Linked DNA regions of Zea mays: region 1 is linked to region 2. A link is a contact called in public Hi-C data. All regions are on one chromosome and are shown on one strand. Each heading gives the region's core, a stretch centred on a gene start, on an enhancer-like site or on the middle of the called end of the contact. The rest is flanking DNA. Distances are from core to core; before and after follow the strand shown.

The links. Hi-C and Micro-C count contacts between places; a contact is called where the count stands out from the background.
Region 1: a Hi-C map of tassel shows a contact between it and region 2, with 4 times the contacts expected there. The contact joins the promoter of LOC100193917 here to the promoter of LOC103649724 in region 2. A contact is called at or near these places in 2 of 25 Hi-C or Micro-C datasets (ear and tassel).

What each region holds. Positions count from the first base shown.
Region 1 is chr3:14,781,153-14,783,852 of Zm-B73-REFERENCE-NAM-5.0, forward strand. It overlaps LOC100193917, which reads left to right and starts at 1,341. Exons shown (of 39, transcript NM_001349879.1): 1 at 1,341-1,650; 2 at 2,084-2,297; 3 at 2,382-2,477; 4 at 2,561-2,678. The coding sequence starts at 1,494. It also overlaps the pseudogene LOC103649725.
Region 2 is chr3:14,637,257-14,639,956 of Zm-B73-REFERENCE-NAM-5.0, forward strand. It overlaps LOC103649724 (receptor-like protein 11), which reads left to right and starts at 1,371. Exons shown (of 1, transcript XM_008675459.3): 1 at 1,371-2,700. The coding sequence starts at 1,453.

The sequences.
Region 1 (2,700 bases), core at 91-2,590, 140 kb after region 2:
CCAGCAGAAATCTCTTATGCCTAATAAGAAAGGATGGGTTATCGAAGAGGTGATGGAGCTCCAAGGAGTCCTTCTTGGCGACTTCTTTACGGTTTGTATACGTAACTGAATCTTCTTCCTCTCTGGCGTTCTGGGTTGAATTTGCATGCTCTTCTGCTTGTCAGAAGTCCCCGTTTTCTTTAACGAAAATTTTGAAGTCTGTTAGATGGAGTATTTCCAGCTTCTAAATTACTCGATGTAACGATCTTGAAACATATAAAACATTCCTTTTATCAGAAACAAAATGCTTGTCATTTGGTCAATTAGTTAGTGTTATGATATTCCGTGCTGTAACGTGGTCAGGGGGTAGCTGTGTCTATGTGGCGGCAAAAAAAACTGCAGGAGGTCCATTCTAATCACCACACGAAAGATCAAGCCTGCTGCGCCGATTTTCTTCATACCAGCAGAAGAAGAGAAACACGACACATCTGGATTCTGACCTGCGCTCCTATCTTGTTTTTTTTCCAGCTCCACATCAAGTACCAGGTCGAGGACCTCGCTCCCAAGCAAAGAGCAAGCAATGTGCAGGTCTCCTTGGGAATCGAGTGGTCGAAGACCAGCAGGCACCAGAAGCGGATCGAGAAGAACGTCCTTTCCAGTTCATCCGCGCGCCTAAAGGAGATGTTCAACCTTGCGTTGAGGGAGCTCTCGCATGCCAGATAGGAGGCGGAGCGTAATGGCCTTTCGACGTCTTACCCACCGTCCCTGTGCATAACAACAACAGGACCGATCTTGAGTGAACATTTAACACCCACTAACTGTACATGGAAAGCTTGGCTCAAGACTGATAGACAGCAACACCAAGAAGAAGAGGAGGAGGTACTGTAGGATAGCTCGATAGACAACGATATAGTTGTATGTTCTGCTTGCAAGTTCTCTCTGTCGACTGTATATGCTAAAAATATTAAAATTGAATAGCTAGAAATGCAAGTGTTCTCTTTAGGCCATACCATTTACATAGTTATTATCTTCTGCCTTTAACCACTGTAGGGTGCCCGAAGGGGCGCCTAATGTTCTAGTTTTTTTAAAACAATCACGTGAGCCACACAACATGCATCGAACAAGGCAAAGAGTAGTGGTGTGTGTCTATCCGCTGACTGTTTATGCAGCGAACAGTGGGCCGTGGCCGATTCGTGACACACGTGAACAACAAACGTCGAAATCACATGCAGGAGGATACACGTACTGGAGATATTGGGCTACATTGCGTCATGCGAAAATCCGTTTAAGGGCCTATCAAAACCTGGACCGGGCCGCGCTTTAGGTGGGCTCTAAGTACGCCTCTGCCTTTTCAGGCTATCACCGCCACACAGCTGATCCTCTCCCGAGTCCCGACCCGTCATCGCCGCCGCCATTGTCCCGCCGCGCAGGGTTTAGGGTTCAGTAGCGGCGGCACCAGTTTTTCTCCTCATCAAGGGAGTCGCGGCCACCGCCAACGAGACAAGCTGTCGGCGATGTCGTCTATCGCATCGCAGCTGAAGGCCATCAAGTCGGCGCTCGGCGCTGCGCCGGAGCCGGCTCGGCGGCCCGTCACCCGGCCGTCTGTGCTCTTCGACGCCAAAGAGGCCGCCGACATCGACCTCCGGGCCATCCTGCCCATTGCCCTCTCTGGTTCGTACCACTAACTACCGACCTGATCGGTTCGAGCATGCTGATGCTTTATTAGTTGCGCTCTTCTAGAGTAGCCACTAGCCAGCATTTCATGAAGGACAACTTGGTTGTATTTTCCGCTAAACCGAGCGTTCTAGAATTTTGTTTGGTTCGTTTGATTCTTATTTTAGCTCCCATTTAATATAATATCTAAATCAGCTTTCTCGGAATTCCCTCTGGATTTTGCTGCTATTTGCAGGTTGATCCCATCCGTCTACATAGTACACCTAGTTGTTTATGCTTGTGCAATTATGCATGCGATTTTATGAAACTTCACTAATAGCTCAAATTGAATGAAGTTTTTAAAAACAAAACCAATTTAGTTTTGCATATGAGGTATTTCATTCGAAGAGCTTCTCTTCCTCTACGGTACCTGAATCAAATTGCTTTTCAGGGTTGGAGCACCTTACCAGCGTAGACGAGAGATTTGCAAAATACAGCAACACTCTGTTCAGGGAGACTAGCCTTGAGGTGAACCGCGAACAGTTGACTCCCAAGGAGAACGACAAACTCAACAAGTCTATCTCCACCTACCTTCGCCTTCTAGCTGGCTATTTGCATCTTCCCTCTGCCCTCAAGACCCTTGAATACCTTATCCGCAGATACCTGTATGAATTTAGCTCAGCTAATTTTGCCGATGGCCCTACGAGCTCTAGCTTATTCTCTTGTTTCTGGTGGGAACCTTCATGTAGGGTGCATGTATACAATTCGGATGAGTTGCTGCTGAGCGCACTGCCATACCATGATACACATGCGTTTGTTCGGATCGTGCAGTTGGTCAACTTAGGGTGAGTGTGGCTCTGGTCTGGATAGATACTTATTTTCTCCATTTGTCTTCAATATCAACTTGTGCTGGTTGATGTGCTTTCAGGAATAGTAACTGGGCATTTCTTGGCGGTGTCAAGTCCTCAGGTGCACCGCCACCCAGGAGTGTTCTAGTGCAACAGTGCATCCGTGATAAGGCTGTGCTGGAGACCCTATGCAACTATGTAACGCCGAAATTAATAATCC
Region 2 (2,700 bases), core at 121-2,620:
GCGGAGTTTCGTCGTCTTCCGGGTGTTAGCCCGAGTCCGAGCCCTGGGGTCGGGCGGAGCGGAGTTCGCCGTCTTCCGGGTCTTAGCCCGAGTCCGAGCCCTGGGGTCGGGCGGAGCGGAGTTCGCCGTCTTCCGGGTCTTAGCCCGAGTCCGAGCCCTGGGGTCGGGCGGAGCGGAGTTCGCCGTCTTCCGGGTCTTAGCCCGAGTCCGAGCCCTGGGGTCGGGCGGAGCGGAGTTCGCCGTCTTCCGGGTCTTAGCCCGAGTCCGAGCCCTTGGGTCGGGCGGAACGGAGTTCGCCGTCTTCCGGGTCTTAGCCCGAGTCCGAGCCCTGGGGTCGGGCGGAGCGGAGTTCGCCGTGGCGCTTTTGGCAAGGCCTGACTGCCTGTCAGACTCACTCTGTCGAGTGGCACCGCAGTCGGAGTGGCGCAGGCGGCGCTGTCCTTCTGTCAGACTGGCCAGTGGAGCGGTGGAGTGACGGCGGTCACTTCGGCTCTGCCGGGGGCGCGTGTCAGGATAAAGGTGTCAGGCCGCCTTTGCGTTAAATGCTCCTGCAATTTGGTCAGTCGGTGTGGCGATTTAGTCAAGGTCGCTTCTGAGCGAAGCCAAGGCCTTGGGCGAGCCGGTGATGTGTCCGCCGTAAAAAGGGGGGCCTCGGGCGAGACGGAGGTCTCTCGAGGTCGGCTGCCCTTGGCCGAGGCTAGGCTCGGGTGAAGCGTGATCGAGTCACTCGCGTGGACTGATCCCTGACTTAATCGTACCCATCAGGCCTTTGCAGCTTTATGCTGATGGGGGTTACCAGCTGAGAATTAGGCGTCTTGAGGGTACCCCTAATTATGGTCTCCGACACTATGAGTGGCAAAATTTTAGTTGTTACATCAAACACACTTGACTCATCCCTATCCTGTAGCTAGCAGCGAGAAGAATTTGTTTTCCCCTCTAATTAGGAGTTGATGAAGCTAATATTTTGTCCACTAGTTTTTTTTAAATAAATTATCCAGTAGCTACCGTGTTGTGTTTCTTCTCTTTGGTCTTTTCTGCATTCTTGGATAGCACGTAGCTTATGTCAGCACCTAACGTTAATATACATAAGATCCGTAGTGCTTATTTATTTGTACAAATAAATAGCACGTAGAGTATAACTTTATTAGTGCTTACTAATTTGTAAGACGTAATAAGTTATCTGTAGGATCCATAGTGTAGTAAAGTGGTGTTTATGCTCAAAGCCCCTTTTCTATACGAGAAAGAAAAGACTAAAAAATTAAGAAATAAACTATGCGTTCAGATGAACTTGTTTTGTGCTTGCGTGTGCGTGTGCGTGTGCCATGGTTTATACTTATATACAAGAATGCAGTCAAATAATCAGAGAGAAGAAACACTAGCACGATATTGCGCGTGCCACCCCTCGAGGCGTGGGCAACAAGAGGAACGAGTCTGGACTCTGGAGCTCTCAATATGGTCTCCCGTACCAGCAACCAGCAGCTCCTGCTGAGCCTGTTCGTTGTCCTTGGAATCCACCAACTCTCCTGCTCCCTCGCCACCAGCAGCAACCAAACTACCAAGCCACCGGCAGCCGCTCCGTGCCGGCCGGACCAGTCCTCGGCGCTGCTCCGGCTCCGGCGTTCCATCTCCACCACCACCGACTCCACGTGCACCCTCGCGTCGTGGCGGAACGGCACGGACTGCTGCCGCTGGGAGGGCGTCGCCTGCGCCGCCGCCGCCGACGGCCGCGTCACCACCCTCGACCTCGGCGAATGCGGGCTGCAGAGCGACGGCCTCCACCCGGCGCTTTTCGACCTCACCTCCCTGAGGTACCTGGACTTGTCCACGAACACCTTCAACGAGTCAGAGCTCCCGGCCGCCGGGTTCGAGCGGCTTACCGAGCTCACCCACCTCAACCTCTCCTACACCGACTTCGTAGGCAAGATACCGCACGGGATGCGGCGGCTCAGCAAGCTGGTGTCTCTGGACTTCACCAACTGGATCTACCTCGTTGAGGGCGACAACGACTACTTCCTGCCGCTCGGGGATGGGAGGTGGCCTATCGTAGAGCCAGACATCGGAGCGCTCGTCGCCAACCTCAGCAACCTCAAGGAGCTTCACCTCGGCAACGTCGACTTGTCTGGCAACGGGGCAGCGTGGTGCAGTGCCTTCGCTAACTCCACTCCCCAGCTCCAGGTTCTCAGCCTACAGAACACCCACATCGACGCTCCGATTTGTGAGTCGCTGTCAGCCATTCGCTCGCTGACCAAGATCAACCTGAACTACAACAAAGTGTACGGCCGGATTCCAGAGTCCTTCGCTGACATGCCTTCCCTCAGTGTTCTTCGTCTTGCCTATAATCGCCTCGAAGGACGGTTCCCCATGAGGATCTTCCAGAACAGAAACTTGACGGTTGTTGATGTCAGTTATAATTCTAAAGTATCCGGTCTACTGCCCAACTTCTCATCTGCCAGTATTATGACGGAACTGCTTTGTAGCAACACTAACTTCTCTGGTCCCATTCCTAGTTCAATAAGTAATCTCAAAGCCCTCAAGAAATTAGGTATTGCAGCAGCTGACGACCTACACCAGGAGCACCTCCCCACTTCGATCGGTGAGCTCAGATCGTTGACATCATTACAGGTTTCTGGGGCTGGTGTGGTAGGAGAAATACCATCTTGGGTCGCAAATTTAACTTCTCTGGAGACTCTACAGTTCTCG